2 separate regions of the Macaca fascicularis genome follow, and region 2 is linked to region 1. Evidence: chromatin contacts called from public Hi-C data. All regions are on one chromosome and are shown on one strand. Each heading gives the region's core, a stretch centred on a gene start, on an enhancer-like site or on the middle of the called end of the contact. The rest is flanking DNA. Distances are from core to core; before and after follow the strand shown. Region 1 overlaps ZNF217 (zinc finger protein 217). Region 2 has its middle 130 kb from the start of BCAS1.

Region 1 (5,251 bases), core at 2,039-4,538:
TGACCATATGGTACTTGGGAAGGTCATAGCCTCTTCTGTAATTGGCCCCAGGCTGGTCAACGTCAAGGGCAACCACGGTGGACTTCAGTCTTTTTGGAAGGGGTTCACCAAATTCTGCTGCAGTGTTGCTGGCACTCCGATTACAGAAATAGTCTCTTCCCGGAGGGGCCCACGGGCTGTCATTCTTGGGAGGGTAGTCGATGGAACCATTGATGTTACTGCTGCCGAGGGTGGGCTGAGAGGGAGCTACTGGGAGAGGTTTCAATTTTGTCTCAGGTCTTTTTGTCTTATCCGGTGCAGGGGAAACACTGGTTTTAGGAAACATCTCAGATTGCTGTTGTCTGGTGGCGGCCCCTTGGACCCCCACATTCTGCTGTGGTCTGTGGGACTTCAGGTTACTTGGGGCTAAAGTGCTAGAGTCTATCCCTGAAGTCAGAGGGGCCTTGCCTGGCCCAGGAGGGCTCTGCTTCCCCTTCGCAGACGGCAGGGATTTGGACTGCGCTGGGAAGGCAGACTTCGGCTTGGGTTTACAGAAAGTAGACAGGGGAGGCACATCTTTTCCCAGCAACGCCGGCGGGCACCCGGTGCGTCGACTTCTAAGTGAGGACTTGTTTCGACAGTTTTTATGAACGTCAGGATTGTATTTATGCTCCAGTCTCTGGTGCATCATTAAAACTTCTGGATAAAATGTCTTGAAGGTACAAAATGGACAGGTGATACTTGGAATTAAACTTTTGCCCAAAGAAATTGCCGGGCAATTGTGAAGAGCCCCCAGGGATAAATTTAAAGGTTTTTCGTGACAATCCACACTAGGCCTGTATCTGCAGTCAGCTGCAGTCTCCGTTTGCTTCTCTTTGGGGTTAACTTCAAGGTTATGGGTGGTACTGCCGTCCGGAGGAGGAGTAACATCCGCCTTGGTTCTACAGATGAGGTTATTTGCCTGAGTTTCAACTGCTGATCTCTTTTTTAACAGGTCCAGGTAAGCAGGGGTAGGGATTTTATTCACTTTATCAGCACTGTCATCAGCTGCATTTTTATGGAAATCCTGAGTATCTTTGTGTGCTGGTGAGAGGACAGCGCTGCCCAGAACATTCTGAAAAACAGAAGGCATCTCCTTCAGCTGCTTTGCAGGTGGACTGCCTGTAACATCTTTGGCACCATCAAAAAATCTTTTCAAATTTTTGGTTTGCGCACTGTCCGCGGTGAATAGTGCATCTTCAGTGTCCTGATTTTTACCATCGCTCTTGGCTTCAGCAGCAGCGTCGGCTTGTTTCTCCTTGTGGTGTCTCTCCAAGTGATACCTCAGGGACGTCTTCTGGGCTGCAGCATAGTCACAAAATTCACATTTGTATGGTTTTTCACCTAAGGCAAGAAACGGCACTTTATTAGAGAAGTGTATGAAAAGCACTGAAATAGAGCAAAGGGCTATTTACTGAGAAAACAGGCTTCTTTCCTGCATTTGCTTTCTCTATCTGCTATCACCTAGTATTTTTTTTTTTTTTTTTTTTTTTTTTTGAGACGGAGTCTCGCTCTGTCGCCCAGGCTGGAGTGCAGTGGCCGGATCTCAGCTCACTGCAAGCTCCGCCTCCCGGGTTCACGCCATTCTCCTGCCTCAGCCTCCCGAGTAGCTGGGACTACAGGCGCCCGCCACCTCGCCCGGCTAGTTTTTTGTATTTTTTAGTAGAGACGGGGTTTCACCGTGTTAGCCAGGATAGTCTCGATCTCCTGACCTCGTGATCCACCCGTCTCGGCCTCCCAAAGTGCTGGGATTACAGGCTTGAGCCACCGCGCCCGGCCTCACCTAGTATTTCTCATCAGTTCTTTATCACCCTTACTGTAATGAATATGTGAAATTGTGAATACCTATCTTCAGTAGAAAAATTAACAGCAACACTTCTAACTCATTTAATCTTCCTAACAGCCCTAGGGAAATAGGTATTATTCCACTTTTACAGTGAAGAAAACTAAAAGCACAAAAAGGTTAAATAACTTGCCCAAGGGTGCACAGATAGTAAGTGGAAGAGATGAAATTTCAAATCTACGCAGCCTCCTACACCATGATGTCACAGCTCCTTTCACAATCTCAAGACTACTAAATAGATTCTCATTTCATTCTCAATCATAAAGACGTAAGATGCAGCATTTTAAAATATTGTAGTTTTAATAAGATGAGAGTCAGGATATAGCAGTCATAAACTAAACAAATGAACTTTGTCCAGGCACGGTGGCTCACGCCTGTAATCCCAGTGGGTGGATCACTTGAGGTCAGGAGTTCGAAACCAGCCTGGCCAGCATGGTGAAACCCCATCTCTACTAAAAATACAGAAATTAGCCGGGTGTGGTGCCAGGCGCCTGTAATCCCAGCTACTGGGGAGACTGAGGCAGAAGTATTGCTTGAACCAGGGAGGCGGAGGCTGCAGTGAGCCGAGATTGCACCACTGCACTCCAGCCTAGGTGACAGAGCAAGACTCCATCTCAAAAGACAAAAAACTTGACTGATTGCATCAGGCTCAAATTACAATGGCACTAAAAAAATAGTAATAACCGCTGTAATCAACACGCTACATATTTATCCTTAAGCTAGTCCAAGGATCTGGCAGAGTATCTGAACACCACCACCAAAAAATCAGAGAGATAACTACATCATTTTTAACTAAAGCATGGTTAAAAATATAAAAGTTCTTTACCTGTATGCGTTCTGAGATGAATATTGAGGTAATAATTTGAACGGAAAAACTTTCCACAATAACTACACTCTCTTGAAGATGTAAGATGCTTTATTTTTCCTCCATCATCATTTTTATCTTAAAGGAAAAACAGAAACATTTATATAAAAAGGTAGCTGAAGTACGGGAATAAGGCATGCTGACTTAAATGTTCTTGACAAACATTTTTGGAAAGCACGAAAAAATTCTTTAATATAATATCGGGTTAGAAAAGGCTAGACACACACCAAATGCTGTTTTGAGGTTGTCTGAAGTTTCAGAGTGTTGTAACGTGGTTTTGTTTTTTTTTTTCTGGGTACAGCAGAGTACACTATTAAAGATTCAGTTCTTTGTTTGCCTTAATCACAAAAAAGATCATTTAATAGACCGAACTGCCCGGACAGCTTCCGGTTCTCAGTATCTCTGTGAGCAGGCAGGATCTGGCAAACTGAAGGTGGACACACATACTGGGGGGAAAAATGATCTTCTTCAGAATCATTGAGAAAAATGAGCCAATTACAAACCACCAACCACCATGGGAAAAATAAGCCGTTTAAGGGTAAGATTAAACAAGTGACCACTAGAGGGCAGCAAGCACAACTTAATCTTCAACAGAAAAGAAAGTTTGGCATCGGGCAAGCACCTAGGAAAGTTTGTCAAAATTTAGCAAAGTTTTGGAAAGCAGGCTGTATTGTCCACAAACACTCATGTGGGCGAAACAGATCTGACGAATGAAAACCTGTGCCTAAATGACACAGTGTTTGGCTTCAGTCTTTGCAGGACAATAGGACAATGTGTCTCACGTGCATCAGTGAAGTCCACTCGAAGGAGGACAGAACTTCAGACACACACCGGCCCTCCAAAAGACTGAGAGGTGCCGCCGTTAAAATACCACCCCCAACACACATGAATGTTTAACTTTTAAATAAATGTCCCCTTACTGTAGATCATATGACTATCCACCTGTAAGACAGACACACCCTTGATCTATAGTCTAAAGAAAGACTTAAAAAAATTTACCTGATCTTCTTAAATCTTAAAAAAAGCCAGGTTGATAGTACAATATGATAAATCTAGACTACTAAGATAATATAAGTTTAGGAAAATCAATTCCCCAAAAACAGAATGGCCAGCTTTTTTTTCTTACAAGCATACCCAAACTAGCTGGGTTTATAACTGGGTGTTCTTGCAATTTCCGACTCCCAACTATGTGTCAGGATTTATGGTATGTTGCGTCATATCCAAAAAGCTATGAAATGCCTTTTCTTTAGAACAAAGGACGTGACATTTCCACATCTACCTGATTCCTGCTCTTTCAAGCATCACCTCTGACTTTACAGTTATATTTTTTAAAGGACTGTGATCTTTTTACAAATAGGCTGTTCAAATTGTCCTTGGGAGGTGGAAGACAAGGGTCAATGAACCATTTTGCAAACAGGGAAACAGTGGCAAAGAAAGGTTAAGCAACTCATAATTAGTCACAAAACAATGCAGTGGTAGAACGAGAACTCAGTGCCAAGCTGTGGTGCTTCCACCCACAGCCAGGCATTCGGTCCTGCCTGATGATCTAGCCCATGTTTTCCACACCACCCACCAGTAACCAGTCTTTTCATTTCTTTCAGGGCACTGGGGCATCTCACAAGGCCCCTTCAACAGTACCGGCACTAGCAGAAACCACTTCGCTAACTGGAGTCTGTGTTTAAAGCCTCTTTTTATGATGCCAGTAAGACATCAGATTTGTAGTATGCTAAGTGCTAGGTTTCCTGTGTCCCAGGAAACTCAAAAACATTCTAAAGATGTGATATACAGACTACAGTTCTCATGTCAATCACATGATCAGAAAAGGAACTGGCACTGCCTGAAGAGCAGGTGAAGGACGAGTCTGATCAACTGTGTGGGCAAATTCACCGTGGGTCTCATATACACAGTTCTCCAAAGAATTCACACACACAGCCAAGTTACACTGAGAGGAGGAGGAACTTGTTTGAACCGAGGACCACTTTAATAAAGGCTTCCCCAAGACCAATTCATGTTCTCATCATTCACTTGTCAATTATGGCCTGCCCATCAGGGGTCTTTTCCAACTGTTTTAAGCAGCAGGATCCTCTATTCAAACAAAATATTAAACTCTGATAGGAGAAGCTCTGGCTACAATGAGGATGGGCACAACTCCAAACACAGGTGGAATCCTCTGCCCTAGATAACGCCCACCAAGGTTCAGGAATATGTGAGCATGCCTTCAGTGATCGCCTTCTGTTTCTATAAATGCTGTTAGTACACTGAAAATTTTGCTGAGCAAATGAGCTTTCTTAAAAATGTCTTGGTGTGCCCACATTCCTTGTATTTTATGACAAATCATTTGGGTTCTTGAAGTACCTATTAATGGATACCAGCTTGCCAGACAGAATGGATAGGGTTTCGGACAGCACCAAATGGCTGCCCAAGTAATATTCCTGGCTCTAGTTGATCATCACTCCCAGTACCTCTTATGACCACTGGAAATTCACTACAGATAAGATCAGGAACACCAGAAAACCTTACGTGAA
Region 2 (5,251 bases), core at 1,656-4,155, 350 kb after region 1:
AATCCTCTTTTTCTTTTATGTTGCCTCTTTTCTTAAAGTGTATTCCATCTGATACTAGAATAGCTACACTAGTTTTCTTTCGATTAGTATGTTCATGAAATATCTGTTTCTATCTTTATTTTCATCTTTTCTGTGTGCTTATATTTAGGTCTTATCTCTTGTAAGAAGATTATATTTGGGTTTTTGTTTTTTATTTAGCATACAATCTATCTGTCTTTTAATTGGAATATTTAGTCTATTTACACGTAAAGTAATTATTAGTATAGTACTATCAGGATATTAATATATTATTGTTTTAATTAGTCTCAACTTTTACAAGTTCCCCATTTTCTCCTTTCTGACCTTTTAAATTAATGAAGTCTTTTTTCAATCATTGTGCTTCTCCTATTAGCTTGTTTTTTTCTATATTTTTTATTACCTTATAGATTACAATGATAATTCCTGACTTATCAGGATCTAATAAAATTAGTATATTTGCTAGCTCTCAGGCAATAAAAGAATTTGGAACATGCTTAGTACCTTTTTTTTTCCTTGACTATCTTTTGTGTTATTGCTACCATGTATTTTAACTCTACATATATTGTATTTTATTTTATATTTTATTTCTTTTTGAGATAGAGTCTTGCTCTGTTGCTCAGGCTGGAGTGTAGTGGCACAGTCTTGGTTCGCTGCAACCTCTGCCTCCTAGGTTCAAGTGATTCTCCTGCCTCAGCCTCCCGAGTAGCTGGGACTACTACTGTGCCACCATGCCCGGCTAATTTTTGTATTTTTAGTAGAGACGGGGTTTCACCGTGTTGGCTAGACTGGTCTCAAACTCCTGACCTGAAGTGATCCACCCACTTTGGCCTCCCAAAGTGCTGGAATTACAGGTGTGAGCCACCACACCTGGCCTTCTATATATATTTTAAATCCCAGAAGACATTATTATGATCTTTTAACATAGTTGGTATTCGTTTAGATTTACCGACACATTTATCCTTCTGTTGCTTTTAATTCTTTCCTACATTTTTATTCTTCCATCTGAGATCATTTTATTTTTTTCTTAAAGGGTATCTTTTAGTATTTCTTTTAGTAAGGATCTGCTGGTAATATAGTAACTTAGTTTTTGTTTATCTGAAAACATAGTTATCTTTAATTTTGATAGCTATTTCTTACTAGGTGTAGAACTATAGGTTGCCAGGGGTTTTTTCAACCCCTTTTTTTTTTTCTTTCTTCTTTTCTTTTTCTTTTCCATCTTATCTTTTTTTTTTTTAAGGAGTTTGTCCTAAGACTTTCATTAGCTCTGCTGAAAAGTCAACTGTCAGTCTTATTGTTGCTTTCAATTGAAGTGGAGCGCTTTATCTCTCTTTTAGGATGCCTTCAAGGTTTTTGTCTAGCTTTTATATTTGTACTTAGTAGGTAAGACAGTCTGCAATTATGTAGCCATTTTCCCAAGATAAATTTTACATATTAAATGGCTTTGGTTTTCCACAGATGATGTTAGAGACAGCAGGTAGAGGTAGAGGGAATGAAGGGAGATCAAATCGAGAGAGGTTAAGCTAGAGGAAGTAGCTTCACCTAAGGTGAGTAGACCCTAGACAATCGGCAGAATGCTGGGCCAAAGGAAAGACACAGGGGGCAGGATGGCATTTTCTGAAGATAAATGACCCCAGAAATTCAGACACTGTGATATCCAATATTCATTTTATGTCTCTATTGTGTTGTATTTCCCTTAAGTAAGTGAGTCCAGAGAGGATAATCAGCCTGTCCATCAAACAGCCAGTCAGAGGGACAGGCTGACATTCAAACTCATGCTAGTAGACTCTAGATCCCACACTTTTAGCCGCCGAACTATATTAAAGATCAGAGGCTTTTACACTTTTCTTATGACAAATCATAACAAGAAATACATTTTGAATCTATACACATACATTAGCAATCAAAACAAATCTTCCACTAATAAATGTTGCCCATATTACCCGTGATGCACCATGAGATTTCTACTGTGTTCTTTTCTATTCCATTCTGTTCCATTCCATTTCATTCGCTGGATCAACATAAGTGGGTTGGGCCCTGGCTTCAAATAAAAACCACTGCTAAAGACGGGAACTTACCTTAAAGGTTAAAAAAAGGACATGACTCTGATTAGCCAAGAAAAACTCAGAAAGCGAGAAGGAAGGGCTAAGAACCACAAAAAAACAAAAAACCAAAAAACGTCTTTTTGTCTTTCAGGAATTTTAATAATAAAACAGCTTTGGATCACCTATTTTAGATTCTTCTAGTAGACAGCCCCCAGTAGATTCTTTAACTTTTCAAATGGCATTGAAAAAGCAAGGAAGTTAATTGTACCTCTTTGGGAGGCCGTCTCAGTCCTATCTATCCATTGGAGGGCAGGGCAGCCACTCAATAAATGTCTGTTGCATGAGTCAAGCAGAGGGTCAGACCGGGGTGTCTCAGAGCCCTCCCTGCTCTTCTATTCTCTAGTAAGCCACTGAATGAAGAAGGCTGCCACATTTTTCTCTGGGTCAATATCAACAGCAAAACAATATCCCAGAACGGTCATTTCTGGGACAATAAACAGTTTTCCAGAGCTGCTATCTTAGGCCTCTCTGCCACAGAGGGATTAAAGAGAAATGCAACCCCCGCCCCCCCACCCAGAGTTTCCTGTCCTGTCTTGTGGTTGACTTAAAACATTTTCAACTCCCGCCTCCCCCTTTCTCACCATCTCTCTTCATGGTTAAAGAGGTTATAAATTTGCAAAGGAAATGATTAAGCAAATCCAGAGATCTTGGCCATGGGACCTGATTTTTCAAGGCCTTAGTTTTTGAAAGCTGAAGAAATCTGTCCGCTGAAGGATTTGCACATGAGTTTTTTAGTCTTAGGGCTGGGGCATAGTTTCCTGTTTTTGTATTCTCAAAACTGTTAAGCTACTTGTGAACAACTGGCCAGCAAAGATAGGGAGGGGGCAGGCGATGCGGAGAGAGTGTTACGAGCCCAGAGGGGAGGAGAAAGGCTGTTTCTCCTCAGTTCTCACAGAACCTCTATGAAAATAGAAAGATTGATTGATTTATTTTTTTAAAGACAGTGAAGTAGAGACAAGGGGTAGATTCTTGACATTGAAGTTGGAGGTGTGAGTGATAAAGAGGAGAAGGAAGTTTTAGCAGGAACTTGAAAAAGCTGATTGATAACTCAAAGAACAGTATGTCTCCATGAGCATGAACATTTATTAGACACTAATGTTGTGCTTTGCATGGAATACATCATTAAATGCCCACAGCAACTCAGTGAGGTGGATTCTGCTAGTGTCTCCACTTTTTGGATGTGAAAGTGAAGCTCGAAAAAATTAAGGAACTTGCTCAAAGCAATGTGGCTAGCAAGTAGCATCACTGGGATTCCAACCAAGGCCGTTTGGACCCAGAGCCTGTGTTCATAGCTACTGCTCTCTTCTGAAGATAAAGAGGAGACAAAGATGTCAGCATGACCGTAGCATACATGTTCATTTATTTAGAGCCAGGGAAGGGGGTGGGACCCGAATCAAGGTTGCCCCTTCCCCCTCCCCTCCCCTTTCCTTCCCTTCCCTTTTTCCTCCTCTTAAAGCCACCAACTGTGCTAGGTATTTGTCTGTTTACTCTTAGATCATTTTTCCAAGTTTCTCTTCAAACTGCATTTCCCAGGTTCCTTTACCAACTGGCTTCTGGTTAGGTTCAGCCAATGCGCAGCACTGACACATATTTTTCCTGCCTCCTCCCTCCAAACAACAATAAAGGTACTGCTTGCAGAAGCTTCCATCTGGTTCCAGCTACCCTCAAGCAGCCTCACCCCCATCCACATGGGGTTCTACTTCCCACAGGGTGCCCGGGTTCCCTGGCTCCAGTGCATCACCTCTTCCCTTTGGCTATCTGTCTCTAGAGGCAGTTCTGTTTGTAGCCTATTTCTATGTCTAATCTCTGGGTGTCTTTTCAATATGCTTGTCTTTTCAACTCTTCCAGCACCTTTAAAACTAGCGCCCATATTAATGTCCTTCTATTCAGCTCCTTGTCATGGGATAGATGTTCCCGAGAAAACCCTAAGACACAGATTTTTTTTTTTGTTTTTGAAACGAAGTCTCGCTCTTGTCCCCCAGGCTGTAGTGTGATAGCGCAGTCTCGGCTCACTGCAACCTCTGCCTCCCAGGTTCAAGCAATTCTCCTGCCTCAGCCCTCCAAGTAGCTGAGATTACAGGCGCCTGCCACCACGCCTGGCTAATTTTTTTTTTTTTTTTTGAGACGGAGTTTCGCTCTTGTTGCCCAGGCTGGAGTGCAATGGTGCCATCTCGGCTCACCGCAACCTCCCCTCCCCGGTTCAAGCGATTCTCCTGCCGCAGCCTCCCTAGTAGCTGGGATTACAGGCATGTGCTACCACGTCCGCCTAATTTTGTATTTTTAGTAGAGATGGGGTTTCTCCATGTTGGTCAGGCTGGTCTCAAACTCCTGACCTCAGGTGATCTGTCCACCTGGGCCTCCCGAAGTGCTGGGATTACAGGCATGAGCCACCGCGCCCGGCCACGCCCAGCTAACTTTTGTATTTTTAGTAGAGATAGGGTTTTACCATGTTGGCCAGGCTGGTCTAGAACTCCTGACTTCAGGTGATCCTTTTTTTTTTTTTTTTTTTTTTTGAGACTGAGTCTGGCTCTGTCGCCCAGGCTGGAGTGCAGTGGCCGGATCTCAGCTCACTGCAAGCTCCGCCTCCCGGGTTTACGCCATTCTCCTGCCTCAGCCTCCGCAGTAGCTGGGACTACAGGCGCCCGCCACCTCGCCCGGCTAGTGTTTTGTATTTTTTTTCAGTAGAGACGGGGTTTCACCGTGTTAGCCAGGATGGTCTCCATCTCCTGACCTTGTGATCCGCCCCTCTCGGCCTCCCAAAGTGCTGGGATTACAGGCTTGAGCCACCGCGCCCGGCCAGAAGTTTTTAACGTAAGACACAGACCCTAAGACAAAAACTTGGGTGCAAGTAGTTTATTTGGGAAGTGATCCCAGGAAGCACAAATGGTGGGGGGGAGGGGCGCGTGCTCATGAGTATGTTACTGCTGTGGGTGACGAGTGGCTTGGTCTTGCTGAGGACCCTTGAGAGAACATGAAGACGACCCCTCAACATTGTCCCACTGAGAGATGGGGCAGCTGAGATATTTACCTGCCCTCTCCCATCTTTCATTGATTGAGAGTTGTCCTTCAGGGCATAAAATTTCAGGTATTTTCAAAATGCCATGCAGGTGGGCTAAACAAGCTCCTACAGC

Evidence for each region. A called contact is a pair of places that touch in the nucleus more often than the background predicts.
Region 2: a Hi-C map of liver shows a contact between it and region 1, with 3 times the contacts expected there. The contact joins two enhancer-like sites. A contact is called at or near these places in 2 of 2 Hi-C or Micro-C datasets (liver and skeletal muscle).

What each region holds. Positions count from the first base shown.
Region 1 is chr10:109,648,558-109,653,808 of T2T-MFA8v1.1, forward strand. It overlaps ZNF217 (zinc finger protein 217), which reads right to left. Exons shown (of 5, transcript XM_005569374.4): 3 at 2,688-2,804; 4 at 1-1,362. Among named protein-coding and RNA genes, the nearest start is that of ZNF217, 32 kb to the right of the region's middle. Within about 2 kb of position 3,289, at least 1 of the 6 cell types and tissues checked has an H3K27ac peak or open chromatin away from gene starts, as enhancers often do. A contact at or near this core is called in liver, where this site is marked.
Region 2 is chr10:110,001,821-110,007,071 of T2T-MFA8v1.1, forward strand. No RefSeq gene overlaps it. Among named protein-coding and RNA genes, the nearest start is that of BCAS1, 130 kb to the right of the region's middle. Within about 2 kb of position 2,906, at least 2 of the 6 cell types and tissues checked have an H3K27ac peak or open chromatin away from gene starts, as enhancers often do. A contact at or near this core is called in liver, where this site is marked.